Linked DNA regions of Ovis aries: region 1 is linked to region 2. A link is a contact called in public Hi-C data. All regions are on one chromosome and are shown on one strand. The core of a region is the stretch at or near the end of the contact, and the rest is flanking DNA. Distances in the headings are between cores, read along the strand shown.

The links. Hi-C and Micro-C count contacts between places; a contact is called where the count stands out from the background.
Region 1: a contact with region 2 is called in a Hi-C map of mixed tissues, with 2.9 times the contacts expected there. The contact joins the enhancer-like site here to the promoter of SPATA32 in region 2. A contact is called at or near these places in 13 of 16 Hi-C or Micro-C datasets (blood, hypothalamus, liver and 7 more).

Annotation. Positions count from the first base shown.
Region 1 is chr11:44,760,740-44,767,973 of ARS-UI_Ramb_v3.0, reverse strand. No RefSeq gene overlaps it. Among named protein-coding and RNA genes, the nearest start is that of ARHGAP27, 51 kb to the left of the region's middle. Within about 2 kb of position 2,068, at least 3 of the 54 cell types and tissues checked have an H3K27ac peak or open chromatin away from gene starts, as enhancers often do. A contact at or near this core is called in liver, where this site is marked.
Region 2 is chr11:44,643,471-44,651,268 of ARS-UI_Ramb_v3.0, reverse strand. SPATA32 (spermatogenesis associated 32) reads left to right here and starts at 3,042. Exons shown (of 6, transcript XM_060394938.1): 1 at 3,042-3,905; 2 at 3,907-3,944. The coding sequence starts at 3,469. MAP3K14 (mitogen-activated protein kinase kinase kinase 14) reads left to right here. Exons shown (of 16, transcript XM_004012997.3): 15 at 825-925; 16 at 1,307-2,926. The coding sequence ends at 1,471.

The DNA of each region.
Region 1 (7,234 bases), core at 819-3,318, 120 kb before region 2:
GTAGCACTTTTCATTCAAAGGACTTCCTCCTCTGTAGCCCACCAGTGACACAAGGTAGAGATAAACAGGTAGCTGATATGGCCAGCTGTGCTTTTTTTCCCCTTTGCATAAGCTATTTATTTTGAAAGAATTATTGACTCAAAAGAAGTCACGTGAATAGTACAAAGATGTACACATCACCCAGCTTCCCCCAGCGATGACAATTTACATAATTGTAGCTTGTTACAACGGAGAAGGCAATGGCACCCCACTCCAGTACTCTTGCCTGGGAAATCCCAAGGACAGAGGAGCCTGGTAGGTTGCAGTCCATGGGGTCACTAGGAGTCAGACACAACTGAGCGGCTTCACTTTCACTTTTCACTTTCATGCATTGGAGAAGGCAATGGCAACCCACTCCAGTGATCTTGCCTGGAGAATCCCAGGGACGGGGGAGCCTGGTGGGCTGCTGTCTATGGGGTTGCGCAGAGTCGGACACGACTGAAGTGACTTAGCAGCAGCAGCAGCAGCTTGTTACAAAAGCCAGAGAAGTGATTGACATTAGACCCAACTAGACTACAGATGTCTCTCAATTTCACCATTTTGGGCACTTTTTGTGTGTGTTTCTTTGTGTATAATTACATGGCATTTTGTTACATGTCTAGATTCATCTAACCACCGCCACAAACAAGATACAGAATTGTTCCATCACCTTAAAAGAAATGGCTTCTGCTGCCCTTTTACAGGCTTGTCCTCCTTCCCGTTCCTGGATGACTGGCAACCTGGCAATAATTGTGTCACTTCAAGAATGTTATATGATGAAATCATAAAGTATGTAACCTTTTGAGGTTGGCTTTTTGCCCTCAGCTTAATGTCCTTAAGAGCCATTTAAGTTGTTGCGTGGTTGGGTAGTTCACTACTCGTTATCAAGAAGCAACAGTTAGAACTGGACATGGAACAACAGACTGGTTCCGAATTGGGAAAGGAGTACGTCAAGGCTGTATATTGTCACTCTGCTTATTTAACTGATATGGAGAGTACATCATGAGAAATGCTGGACTAGATGAAGCACAAACTGGAATTAAGATTGCCAGGAGAAATATCAATAACCTCAGATATGCAGATGACACCACCTTCATGGGAGAAAATGAAGAACTCAAGAGCCTCTTAATGAAAGTGAAAGAGGAGAGTGGAAAAAGTTGCCTTAAAACTCAGCATTCTGAAAACTAAGATCGTGGCATCTGGTCCCATCACTTCATGGCAAATAGATAGGGAAACAGTGGAAACAGTGACACTTTATTTTGGGGGGCTTCAAAATCACTGAAGATGGTGACTACAGCCATGAAATTAAAAGATGCTTGTTCTTTGGAAGAAAAGTTATGACCAACCTAGACAACATATTAAAAAGCAGAGACATTACTTTGCCAACAAAGGTCCATTTAGTCAAAGCTATGGTTTTTCCAATAGTCATGTATGGATGTGAGAATTGGACTGTAAAGAAAGCTGAGCACCAAAGAATTGATGCTTTTGAACTGTGATGTTGGAAAAGACTCTTGAGAGTCCCTTGGACTGCAAGGAGATCCAACCATTCCATCCTAAAGGAAATCAGTCCTGAATATTCATTGGAAGGACTGATACTGAAGATGAAACTCCAATATTTGGCCACCTGATATGAAGAACTGACTGATTTGAAAAGAGTCTGATGCTGGGAAAGATTGAAGGCAGGAGAAGAAGGGGACGACAGAGGATGAGATGGTTGGATGGCATCACCGACTCAATGGACACGAGTTTGAGGAAGCTCTGGGAGTTGGTGATGAACAAGGAGGCCTGGAGTGCTGCAGACCGACTGAACTGATTCCACAGTTATGCTTTTAAAGAGATTCTCTTTAATCTGTGAGTGAAGGAAGGGGGGAGGGAGATCAGTTAGGAAGCTGCCAGAGTCCAGGTGAACATCACAAGCCAGACCTGGGTCCCTGTGAGGTTCCACTTTACTTCCTGCCACTGAAACTGGCCCTCAGTGTATTCTGGCCTCAGGGTTCAGGGTGGGCTGGGAGAGATAGGATTGTGATTGCTGAAGCTGAGATGGCAGTAGGGGGCGCCAGAGGTCTTTTCCGCAAAGGGTGAGTCCCAACCCTGAATACCCAGGAGGGTTTGCCCAGAGCTTTAGGCCTCTGTGGGCGTTGGCCAAGAGAACCTAGAGTCTTGTCCCCCTACAACCCCCAACCCCCAAGTTTCAGCGCAGCCTCAGATTGCAAGGCTGGGAGATGAGGCTGATGATGTGTAGAAAGGGAGGAGGCCTTTCTGTCCATAGAATTCTCCAGCCAAGAATACTGGAGTGGGTAGCCATTCTCTTCTCCAGGGGATCTTCCCAACCCAGGGATCGAACCTGGGTCTCCTGCATTGCAGGCAGATTCTCTACTGTCTGAGCGCCCAGGGAAGACCTGGGGGAGGAGGTAAGGTGAAACATAGACCAAGAGGAGATGCAGAGAGAGAGGGCTCTGACTCTTCATCAGCCCAGGGCTCTCGCTCAGGGGGTGGCTCAGAGCTCAGGCCACCAGGCTGGACCCAGACACCTTCCACCCCATACATTCTTCTCCATCCCTGACAGGTGCCCTCAGTTCTCAGCCCACTCTTCCAAGAACACTCCCAAGACGCTGGAGCGCCCCATACTCTATCCGGCGCTCACATGCCTCTCTGAAAGACGCCTTTTAGCACGAGCCTACTCCCTCTCCCAGGGCTCACCCAGGGTGCTCTAGGCTCTGTGGGGCTTGCAGAGTGGGCCCTGGCTTCACTGTGCAGCTTCTCCTAACCGCTGGGTCAGGGAGAGGTGGGAAGAGAAGGGCATCTCCAGGGGCTCTGGCTCCTGTGGGCTTGGTGGAACAGTGCCAAGTGGCAGGCACTCTCCTCCAAACCTGCAGCAGCTCCACCATCTTCTGACTTCAGCCCACTCTCCTGGCGTGATCTTAAGGCTGTCCCAGCCTTCTGGTCCTCTGGCTTGCTCCACCCTTCTGGTGCTTGTGGATGCCCGGCTGCCAGAACTCACCAAGCAGCTTTCCACCTCCTGCCCTTGCTCAAGTTGGTCCTCTGTCAGTGCCCTTGCCTCCCCTCCTCCCATTCTCTTAGCTCTGTGCCCACTCCTCTAGGAAGCCCAGCACATAGTAGGTTCAAAAAGTGGGAGTTCCCAGCCTCTGCGCTCCCAGGACATACGTGTGTGTATTCCATAATAGAAATTTTCTCTTGTAGCCTAATCACTGGTAGTTTACATGCCTGCCTCCCCCAGAGACTTCACATTCATCTCTGGTTCCCCAGAGCCTGGTACTCAGAGGCGCCAAGTAAAATCTGATCAAATAAATGAATGAATGCATCCGTTGAAAGATCTTTGAGCCCCTCTTCCTTTGATCCACTTCTGCCCTCCTCCCCTTCCGATTATTCCTCTGGTTTACGTAAAGGGTGCTCCTTCCCCTGCTGCCCCTAATGGTGGCATTCCACCCTCCTCTCTGGTTCGCTCTGCCCCTCTCCCTAGGCAAGCTCCCTCACACTGACAGCTTTAACTGCTGCGCTTACTCCACCAGGGCCCCAATTCACCCCATGGCCCTGAGCCCTGTGCATCCTTTGCTTGTTCTTATCTATCTTTCCCACCACCCATCTTTCTCATGAATGTTAAGGTCCGTCAGAGCAGAAATCTTATTCATTGGATTCACTGCTGCACCTCTGGCACCCATACGTGCTCAGTGAATATTTGTGAAATGAATGAATGAATAGAGAAATTGGAGACTCTCCCTGTGAGGTCCTGCAAACAGTTCAGATTCCACACATCACAGATTGATTTCACCATCTCCTCTCTCACACAATTTGCTTCTCCAGTCTCTGCTACCTCCCTCCTCCCAGTCCTCCAACTTAAAAACCCCACAGTCACCCTAGACATCTCCTTTTACTCTCTTAACACATCAACAGCCACTGCATTGTCCCGATTCTACCTCTTTGCAGTCCCCACATTCACCCTAGTCCCTGTCTCACCCCTGCTTTAGACCCTTGACACTTAACCACCTGGACTTCTTCACCTCCTCCTAACTTGGGTCCCTCACTTCTATTTCTGCTTTTTATTCACATTTTCATCTAAACGATTTTTCTAAAACATCAACTTCAATATGTCAACCCCTTATTAAAAAAAGAAAAAAGCAAAAAACACCTCATTGGGACTTTCCGGGCGGTTCAGTGGTAAAGAATCCACCTGCCAATGCAGGTGATATGGGTTCGGTCCCTGATCTGGGAAGATCCCACATGCTGCGGAGCGACTAAGTCCATGCACCACTACTGAGCCTGTGCCTTGAGTCAGCAAGCCGCAACCAAAGCCCAAGTGCCCTAGAGCTGGTGCTCTGCAACAAGAGAAGCCACATCAATGAGAAGCCTGCACACCGCAACTAGAGAGTAGCCCCTGTTCACTGCAACTAGACAAAAGCCTGCACAACAATAAAGACCCAGCACAGCCAAAAAATAATTCATTTAATTAAAAGTTAAAAAAATCCTCATTGCAGTTGTGCCCACCTCACACAGTGGGTGGTATAACTATAGGTCCTGGCTCAGGACAAAGGGTAGACTGAGGTGATAATTAACATGCAGCTGCAAAATGAGAAAGTTGTTTCTTTTCTAATTCTTTCCAACCTTCTCTTTTTGGGAGCAGGGTGCACCATGCAACATGTAGGGTCGTCCCTAAACCAGGAACCAAACAAGAATACTGGAATGGGTTGCCATTTCTACCCCAAAGGATCGTCCTGACTCAGTGATTAAAGCCCCTGGAGGGATGGAACCCAAGTCTCTTGCATCTCCTGCAGTGCCAGGTGGATTCTTTACCACTGCCTCACCTAGGAAGCCACCAGGGAAGACCTCTAATTCTTTCCAGCCTTCTGAAGATATCAAGGGGAAAGTTTCCACGTGCTGCTAGAATGTCATTAACACCTCTTTTTCACTTGCTAATCTTTTAACAGGATTCTAGCCATGCTGCCAGCTGTGTGATATTTAGCTAGAATATAGTAACATTGTCTTCTTTTTATTTTCTGTATTTTGCAATTACCTACTATCCATGAGATGTGATATTGATTTTTTATTCATAGTAATCATGGTCGATAAAATTAATTAATTTGGGAAAAGATATCATAAATCATATATCCATCAAAGGAATAACATCCAGAATTATATAAAGAACTCTTGTCAATAAGGAAAATGAAAAGAAGTGAAAAAGCGAATGGAAAAATGAGCAAAAGGCTGAAACTTTTCAAAGAAAGATGATATATAAAGGACCAATGAACAGATGAAAAATGCTCAACCACATTAGTCATCAGAGAAATGTGAATTAAAACTACAATTTGATATCCCTGTACACCCACCAGGACTAAAAAGAAAAAAAGGACTTTCAATATCAAATGTTGACAGGACTGTGGAGTAATTGGAGCTCTGACTCATTGGTAGTGAGGATGTAATTTATAACAACTACTTTGGGAAACTGGCCGTATTCACTGAACCTGGGCATTTCCATACTGCTCTCTGACCTAGGAATTCAACTCCTGGTATAAACCCAGCAGAAATGAGTATGTGTGTTCACCAAGAATCATACATAAGAATACTCATGGCAGCTCTACTCATAATAGCCCAAAACTGAAAACAAGTTACATGTCAGCAGAGAATGGAGAAATACATCCTGTTATATTCGCATAATGGAATACTGTATAAAAGTGGATGAATTGAACTACACAAATGTTGAGCCAGACACATCAAAAAGAACAGTCTTTACAGTTGCATTTATGAGATATTCAAATGCAAATGAAACTAATCTGGGCTGTTACAACTCAGAGAGTGGTAACCTGAGGGTCTGTGTCTAGGAGGCAGTACTAGGCCAGCGGCTAAGAGCTCATAATATTATTGACCCGGGCGAAAAATTGCTTTTTCTTACTTGAGTGAAAGTCAGTTGATTTGTGTACTTCTTCATATGTGTTGTAGGTCAGGAAGAAATGACTTAAATTTGAGTTTTTAAAAGTGAAACATATAAAGACAAGTGTTTCAGGAGGGATAAATGAGGAGTTTGGAATTAACACACACACACTACTATATATAAACCAGATAACCAACAAGAACCTACTGAATAGGTTTGTGAATCACTTTGTGAATCACTTTGCTATATACCTGAAACTCACACAACATCATAAGTCACCTTTACTCCAATTTAAAAACATAATTTTTTTTCTTTTTAATTTATTTTTTTATTGAAGGATAATAGCTTTACAGAATTTGGTTGTTTCCTGTCAAACCTCAACATGAATCAGCCATAGGTATACACATACCCCCTCGCTTTTGAACCTCCCTCCCATCTCCTGCCCCACCCCACCCCTCTAGGTTGATACAGAGCCCCTGTTTGAGTTCCCTGAGCCATACAGCAAATTCTAATTGGCTATCTATTTTACATATGATAATGTAAGTTTCCATGTTACTCTTTCCATATATCTCACCCTCTCCTCCCCTCTCCCCATGTCCATAAGTCTAAAGAAAAAATTTTTTAAAATAAAGAAAAGCATTTAGACAATGAAAATCTGAAGATATGACAGGTCTCCTGAAGATGGAGCTCAAATGGCCCGTGTTCAGGGAATTCTGCCCTTGGTACTCAAGTCTGAATGGTTTTCCCTGGCTTCTCAGGTCCTGTATCATGTCATGGGGCAGTTCAGTGTGGTGGTTAGGAGCACAGATTTGGGAACCTGATGAGCCTGAATTTGAACCTGAGCTCTGCCACTGGTTGTATAGGACTTCAGACAAATTACCCAGCCTCTTTGGGCACCAGCTTATTCATCTATAAATCACCTTTGAGTTGGGCTTGATTAGTGAGACAGTGTGGTCCAGTGCTGGGCACACAGGATGGCCAGGATAAATGGAGCCACACCCAGAGTTGCCTATTGCTGACTCCACAAGACCTGTTGTTTCACACCTCTCTGCATCCCTAAGTGTCTGTTCTTCTGGAACACCCTTCTACCTGGTGGTCATACAGCCCATCCTTCAGTGCCCATCTCAAGCACCTCCTCCTGTATGATGCCACACCCTACAGGAGGCTTACAAAAAGATTAGGACTCAGAAGGCTCAGATGAGTTAGCATTTTTAACAATAAAGTATTTTTAAATTAAGGTAAATTTAAATTGGGGCTTCCCAGGTGACTCAGTGGGTGAGGAATCCACTTGCAAGGCAGGAGACTCCAGGGTCGGGAAGATCCCCTGGAGGA
Region 2 (7,798 bases), core at 1,793-4,292:
CAGTGAAGGACCATGGCCCCTCATGGGTAGCTGATGGAGTCCCAGAAGCCTCTAGCTGGGGGTAGAGAGCAGTCTCTCCTGGCTTGGAGTCAAAAACCTGAACTTTTGAAGGGAAAGGGAAAAACAGGAGCCCATGAGCATTTTAATCAAGAACTCAGCAAGAGGTACTTGCCCAGTGGTCCAGTGGTTAAGACTGCCTTCCATGCAGGAGGTGCAAATTCAATTCCTGGTCAGGAAACTGAGATCCCACATGCCGTGGGGTGTGGCCAAAAAATAGAAGAAAAGAGACAGAGCTTAGCAATAGGTTTCCTGAGATCCTCCTCTGGGATTTGAAGTCGGAAGATGAGAAAGACAACACATGTGGAACTTTTTTGTTTTCAAGTGTGGTTGCAGAGGTCATTCTGTGATTTTGATAGAACAAGGCTTTAATCAGCACACAGTTCCCTGGCCTTTCCAGGGCCAGTGTGACTCATGGCATCAAGCCCCATGCCTGGCCAGAGGCTGTCCCACCTCAGGGAACCTTACCATCTAAGTTGCCCACAACCCAATTTAAGAATCTTTGCTTCCAGCTCCTTTCTGCTTTGTGTGTATAAGCTGGAGTACTGCTTCCACGCAGGAGCCAACCTTAGCCCTTTGCGTTGTGCAGGCCAGACTTCCGGTACTGGCAGAACATGGCCATGGAGAGCTAGCAGGGGTATGATGTTACAGCCCTTCCATCCTAAAGCCATCTCTGCAGCTTCTTCAGCCACCTTGCTTCCCCCTCCCTAGGGCGCCTTAGGGAGCTTGCAGCCACTCTCCTGATGGTCACCCTGCCTGACTTCTAGGTGTGAAAGTCCAAATACAGTCTCTCAATGGCGAACACCTGCACATCCGGGAATTCCACCGGGCCAAGGTGGGAGACATCGCAACAGGCATCAGCAGCCAGGTGAGGGGCAGGTGCCTGCTGAGGGGCAGACTCCCAGAATCCAGTGTGCCTAGCTCAGTCCTCCAGGAAGGAAGCTTTCGAATAAGTAGACATGGCACCAGAGGGAATAGTTGGCCCTGTGATGTCCGCCCCCCCCCTCCGCCCCCCGGGTCCCAGGGCAAGACTGGCAGTGGTGACTGAGGGGTCCTCAGGATCCCCACCCACTTGGGCTGGGTGAGATTCTCCAAGTCTTCCAGAATGAAAGGCAGATAATACTCCAAGGCTGCCTGCTGCGTTGGAGGGAAGTATCTCCCAGTGTAGCAGGAAGCCATCAGCTCTGCTCTGCTGGGACCCTTCAGCACCCCGGCCGCTCTCAGGCCCCCTGGTTTGCTCTGCCCCCAGATCCCAGCTGCAGCCTTCAGCCTGGTGACCAAGGACGGGCAGCCCGTGCGCTACGACATGGAGGTGCCGGACTCAGGCATCGACTTGCAGTGCACCCTGGCCCCAGACGGCAGCTTCGCCTGGAGCTGGAGGGTCAAGCACGGCCAGCTGGAGAACAGGCCCTAAGCAGCCTTCTAAAACTGGCTCCACTCGGCCAGAAGCGGCTTTCCTTCTCGGTGCTCAGTGCTGCCCTGAGACACAGGCTCTGCCTGCTCCCGGAGCTCTGCCAGCCCGTGGCTCAACAGTGGGACCAGGGGCTGGCAGCAGAAAGGCGGTGCCAGCAGAGCACCTCCCGGGATCTTCCACCTGGGTTCTGCCTGAGCCCACAGGAGAGGAGGAGGAAGACAGGAGGCCTTCCCACGAGGAACAGAGGGTCTTCTCTGCCTTGGTCCCGACAAGCTGGCCTGACCGTGTTAGGATCAGTGGCCACCTGCTGGCAGTCAGGGGAGAGCGGCTTCTGGCCCAGGTCAGGAGAGGGGGGTGCCCCTGCCCTCGGTTTCCAGGCAGGTGGGAGCGTCTAACGATTCCCCCAGGCCCAGGCCAGGACTGGGGCGGCAGGTGTGCCTCCCCTTGCGTTCATGGAGGGGCCCCTCTGACCCCCTTGTCCGGCTGTGCCTGGCCACCAACCCCTCTTCTAGCACTAGGAGCTTTTCAGGCCAGGGAGGGAGAAACGCCTGACGTGGGGGTCTCCCAGGGAGGGGTCTCCCTGGGAGAGAATGCCACTCCTCAGGGTACCGCGACTCAGGCCCTGAGGGGAGGTCAGCTTCAGAAGAACCAGACAAGGCGTTCAAGTGACATGGTTCTCAGCCTCCAAGCACGTGCCCCTTTGCCACCAGCCCCCAGTCTGCCCCGGAGCAGCAGGCCCCGAGCCCAGCCGCAGGCCCAGCACTGCCCCTGCCCAGCTGGCACTCAGCTCACTCAGCTGTGGGAGTGGAGGGCGACATGAGGCCTACCCGACAGGAACGCTCTGAGGACAGAGCGCGATCGACTCCGCAGAAAGCACCCGACGCGGGCGCTCCTGTTAGCCAGGCCCCGGCCCTCCACACCCTCACACGAGCCTCCCAGGACACTCTGACCCTGCCGCCCCTGGTCTCCAGGGCACCGCCAGCGGCACTTTGCACTCTGATGACCTCAAAGCACTTTCATGGCTGCCCTCCAGGAGGGCAGGCTAGCGGTTCTGCATGGGCACAAGCAAGCCAGGAGATGGGGGAACAGACTGAGTTCTTGACCCTTCTTCATGCATGTGACCCCTCAAACCTCCTCCAGATTTCCTTAAGATGTACCCCCCCCCACCGCCCCGAGGCCAGCCTCTTCTTTTGGGGGGCAGCTGATCAGGACTCATGTAGCATTAATCAACTGTGAATTATTGAGGGGTAAGGGGGTATCCCCTGAGATTCCATCTGGGGAGAAGCTCGACCCCATACCTTGCCAGGTGGCCTTTGCCCAGCTATCCACATTTAGCCATTACTCCTCCCCAGGGAGAGACTCCCAGCCCCCAGGATGTGAAGAACTGCAGCATTCGCACTGCAGAGTTGCAATGGTAGATAACTTTGTAAGCAATAAAGTTTGAGGTAATGACAAGTGTGTCTGGACCGTGGTTATCTCCACTCCCTCCTGCCTATGCCCTGAACCTCACATCCTACCAGCTGCCTCCCTCTGGCTTCTTGATGGGATCTTATCCAATCTTGCCCCACCCTGGGCAAAGACTGTTTTCAGCCCTTTCCCACCACTCCTCCCAGTGACACTTCCAGTCCTACCTCTAGGCTATCCATTCAGACCAGTCAGACAAGATGTCCCACATGGTGACAGCTGGGAAGTCCCTGGCCAAACGGTGCCAGGCTGAGGGGAGTGGGGTAGTGGCGGCAGACTGCATGCCCAGAATCAAGACTGTCCCACTCACTCCTCTGTCCCTGAGGCTCCCAGGGAACTGGACTGGGAATGGGCCTGAACTGCCAGCCTTTCCAGCCAGCTGGGTGTCTGCACGTGCTCAGAGTTGACTTTCCCAAAGTAGATTCCCTGGCGCTGGGACAGAACCCCAGGATGGATGTCACTGGCACACAGGGTGCCTCGTCTAATCTGGCTCTACAACAGGAATCTATGTCCAAGTTCGTGTGCACAGATAAATGTGTATACCTTGGGGCAAAGGTGGCAAGCTCAGCAGGTTCTTGGAAGATCCTGGGAACACAGAAAGTGCAGCGGCCTTATGCCAGTGTGCCCAGGGCAGATCAAAGCTCAGCCCAGCAGACCTCAGGCTTACCAGGCTCCATCGTCCACCCATCTGGGCCGGCAGCAGAGAGCAGCGCCTCCTGGATGTCTCCCAAGGAGGAGCTCCGGCTGCGGGGCAAGGAGGAGCCCCATTCTCTGGAAGACTCCTCCACCAACTGCCAAGCCCACCCACACGCCGCGGGGCTCGCGTCAGGGACGTCACAGAGGCAGCGACATCACAGGCACCGGCTCCCCCCTCTACCCCACCGCACCCCCCGCATCTCTGCCGCCCCGGACAGCCTGCCACCAAAGAGCGCACTGGAGGCGGAGGGGCAGCAGCCACCAGCCCGCTCCCGCCTCCAGTACAGAGTCTCGGTCAGCATGGGGGTGACAGGTGGGAGCGGGCGGCGCTCGGCGGGGCAGGGGCGGGGCCGGGCGGGAAAAGTGAAAGTGAGGTAGGGGCTCGGGGGGCGGGGATTGGCCGAGGCGGGCGGGCGCCGGAGAGGAAGGTCGACCCCCAGCCAGACCCCCGCGGTCCCCGTGGATGAGGGGCGGTGGCCTTGTGCCCAGGAAGCGATATATGAATTACCCCAAACTGCAGAGGAAACCCACCCCCGCTCCAAATCAAATCAAGTGTTTCCGTGGTTGGTGCTTGAGGCTTTTGCAGAGAAAGGCGGTGTGCTTCAACAGATGTTTCACTGAGACCCTCCGTTGTGCTTTGCACTTGTCTCTGTACCCTTAAGCAAAGATGGTTTCCCCTGAGGGCCCTGGATCTCCCAGGTTTCTAACAAGGGGGCCCAGATCTCCCCCACCCCCGGATTGGAGGCTTTCTTCTCAGAACTTTCTCTCCCAGGACGACATGGGCCAGCCTTCAAAACGTGCCAAAAATCAACAACCAGAGAACAGCTTTCCCCTCAACAAATTGATGCAGACATCTTAAATCACTCCTGCAGTATTTATTGCATCCCCTTCTCTTTTTTCTGTTTTTTAATCTTAGAGAACTGTATTTTATTGTATTTTTAATTGAAGTACTGTTGATTTACAATGTGTTGATTTCAGGTGTACAACACAATGATTCAGTGATATATATATTTTTTTTTCAGATCCTTTTCTCTTATAGGTTATTGCAAAATATTGAGTGTAGTTCCCTGTGCTATACAGCTGGTTGGTTATCTATTTTAATATATAGTAGTGTGCATGTTATTCTTACCCACCCACCCCCTTGAAAGGGAAAGTGTTAGTTGCTCAATCCTTTTCAGTTCTTTGCAACCCCACGGGCTATAGAGCCTACCAGGTTCCTCTGGCCATGGGATGCTCCAAGCCAGAATACTGGAAAGGGCTGCCATTTCCTTCTCCAGGGCATCTTCCCAACCCAGAAATCAAGCTCAGGTTTCTTGCATTGCAGGCAGGTTTTTTACCACCTGAGCCATCAGGGAAGTTGCTTTCCCCTTTGGTAACCATATGTTTTCTGTGTCGGAGAGTCTCTGTTTGGTAAATAAGTTCATTTGTTTGTTTTTTAGTTTCCACATATAAGTCATATCATATTTGTCTTTCTCTGTCTGGCTTCTTCAGTAGTAACCTCTAGGTCCATCCATGTTCCCTGGAGAAGGGAACGGCTACCCACTCCAGTATTCTGGCCTGGAGCATTCCATGGACCGTATAGTCCATGGGGTCGTGAAGAGTTGGACACGACTGAGAGATTTTCACTCACTTCATCCATGTTACTGTGAATGGCATTATTTCATTCTTTTTTATGACTGACTACTATTCCAGTGTGTGTATGTGTGTGTGTATACCACACCATCTTTATGCATTCATCTGTTGATGAACATTTAGGTTGCGTCCATGTCTTGAGTATTGTAAACGCTGTAATGAACATTGGGGTGCAGGTATCATTTCAAAATAGAGTTTTCTCCAGATGTTCTCCAGTGGAATTGTAAGGTCTTGTGGTAACTCTACGTTTAGTTTTTTAAGGGATCTCCATACTGTTCTCAATGGTGACTGCACCAATTTACATTCCCACAAACAGCGTAGGAGGAATTTTTTTCTTCACACCCTCTCTGCTTCTGCTGCTGCAAAGTTGCCTCAGTCGTGTCCGACTCTGTGCGACCCCATAGACGGCAGCCCATGAGGCTCCCCCATCCCTGGGATTTTCCAGGCAAGAGTGCTGGAGTGGGGTGCCATTGCCTTCTCCGTCACACTCTCTCTAGCATTTATTATTTGCCAGCACTTACTCTTACTCTGTGCTAGGCCCTGAGTCTAATGAGTTAACTAAAAATTAAAATATGGGTTAGACAGCCAGGTATGTCACAGAGATAATGACATTGGAGATTTGAGTTGGGCTGTCAGGAATGAGTAGGATTTTTATCAGGAGAGAGACTTTCTGAGTATCAAAAACAGCATGTGCAAAGGCACTGAGGCCCAAAAGTTCCCTCCATGCTCCAGGGCCTCTTGAGCTTGGGGCAAGGCAGGGAACTGGATACCAGGAGACGAAAAAAGAAAGCAGGGATCAGACTATGCAGGATCTTTGAGGCCACCCTAGAGTCTGGATGTGAGCAGGTGCGATGCAGCAGGCTTGTTCTGCAGTCACTGAGATGCCCAGGCTGGGGCCGGGGTCAGGGGGAATGTAGATCAGTGGTCCATATTGTATTACATCAGCTAGAGGCCTAGAGAAATTTCAGTCAGCACAGTGGGTAGCACCACGGGGTTTGGAGCCAGTCTGACTTGTGTTCAGGTCGTGGTGCTATTCTTAAGAGCTGTGTGACTTGTGCAAACTTCCTCATCTATGAGAGGAGAGTCATGGCCACCTGTGCAGAATGTGGCCCTGAGGGCTGAATGCATGCAAAGCACTCAGCACCGAGTGTTGAGGGGGTCATGAGTCCTGGGTTTGTGTTGACTTTGGTGTCGGAAGAGGAGAGAGGCAGTGGAGATGGAGAAAGGATGTGCACTAGGTCATTAACAGTGGTGGGAAAGTCAGGAGCTGGGGAAGGGAGGAGGCTGCAAGTGACCCAGGTCTCTAACTGGGGTGATAGGATAAATGAAAAAACCAGGGAGAGGAGCTTATCAAGAGATGAGAGATTGGAAAGGAAGATGGGTCAAACATGCAGAACTGTGTTGGCCATCCTAGAGTCTGGACACCAAGGTATGAACTTGAGGCCAAAAATGGGAGATAATCTAAAGAGTTTCGTAGGGTGAGAGGAATAAGGAAACTATTCTTTTAAAAAATAATTTTATTTAGTTAGTTAGTTTTGGCTGCACTGAGTCTTCATTGCTGTGCAAAGACTTTCTCTAGTTGTGGCAAGCGGGCTACTCTCCAGCCACGGCGCACGGGCTTCCCGTTGCGGTGGCTTCTCTTGTTGCAGAGCATGGTCTCTCAAGCATGGCCTCAGCAATTGTGGCGCATGGGCTTAGCTGCTCCATGGCAGATGGGATCTTCCCAGACCAGGGATCGAACTTGTATCCCCTGCATTGACAGGCAGATTCTTAACCACTGGACCACCAGCGAAGTCCCAGGAAACCATTCTTTGCACAGACTTTTGCTGAGAATCCACCTTGTGCCTGACTCTGTGTAGAGGATCAGAGATTCAAAGTAAGCAAACCACACACCCAACCCACCTCTCACTGAGGGTCAGCAAGAAGCTGTGCACTTAGATAGAGGTCTGCTGTGGGGGGTGGGGGGGGGGCTTGGGGTAGAGTCTGGGAGGTCTTTAGGAAGAGATGAGCCCCTAGCTCACCTAGTCATAACAATAGTAAAGGGGAATTCTATTCAAACTACTCATCTCAGGCTTTGACAAGGAATCCATAGGGTTTTAAACAAAGTGAAGTTGAGGCCCCCTGAGGGAAAAATGTGTAATCAGTGACTGCAGTTTAAGTCTAGAACTCAGGAGAAATGGGAGTAAGAAATAGAAATTGGAGGGTCAAAGTGGGAGTATGAAATAGAGATTGGGGGTTCTCCTGTGGTTACAGCCACAGGCTTGAAAGCTCCAAGGGGCAGAGATTGTGTATGTTCATCACTGTGTCCTCTGCCCTTAGCACAGTCCCTGGACAATAGCCGGCCTCAACCTTTTAAAAATATATTTATTTGGCTACACCAGGCCTTCAATCTCCATAAAGACCGTCAATCTTCGTCGTGGCATGTGGAATCTTTAGTTGCAGCATGCCAACTCTGAGTTGTGGCAATGTGGGATCTAGTTCCCTGACCAGGGATCAAACCCTGGGCCCCCAGCATTGGGATGGCAGAGTCTTAGC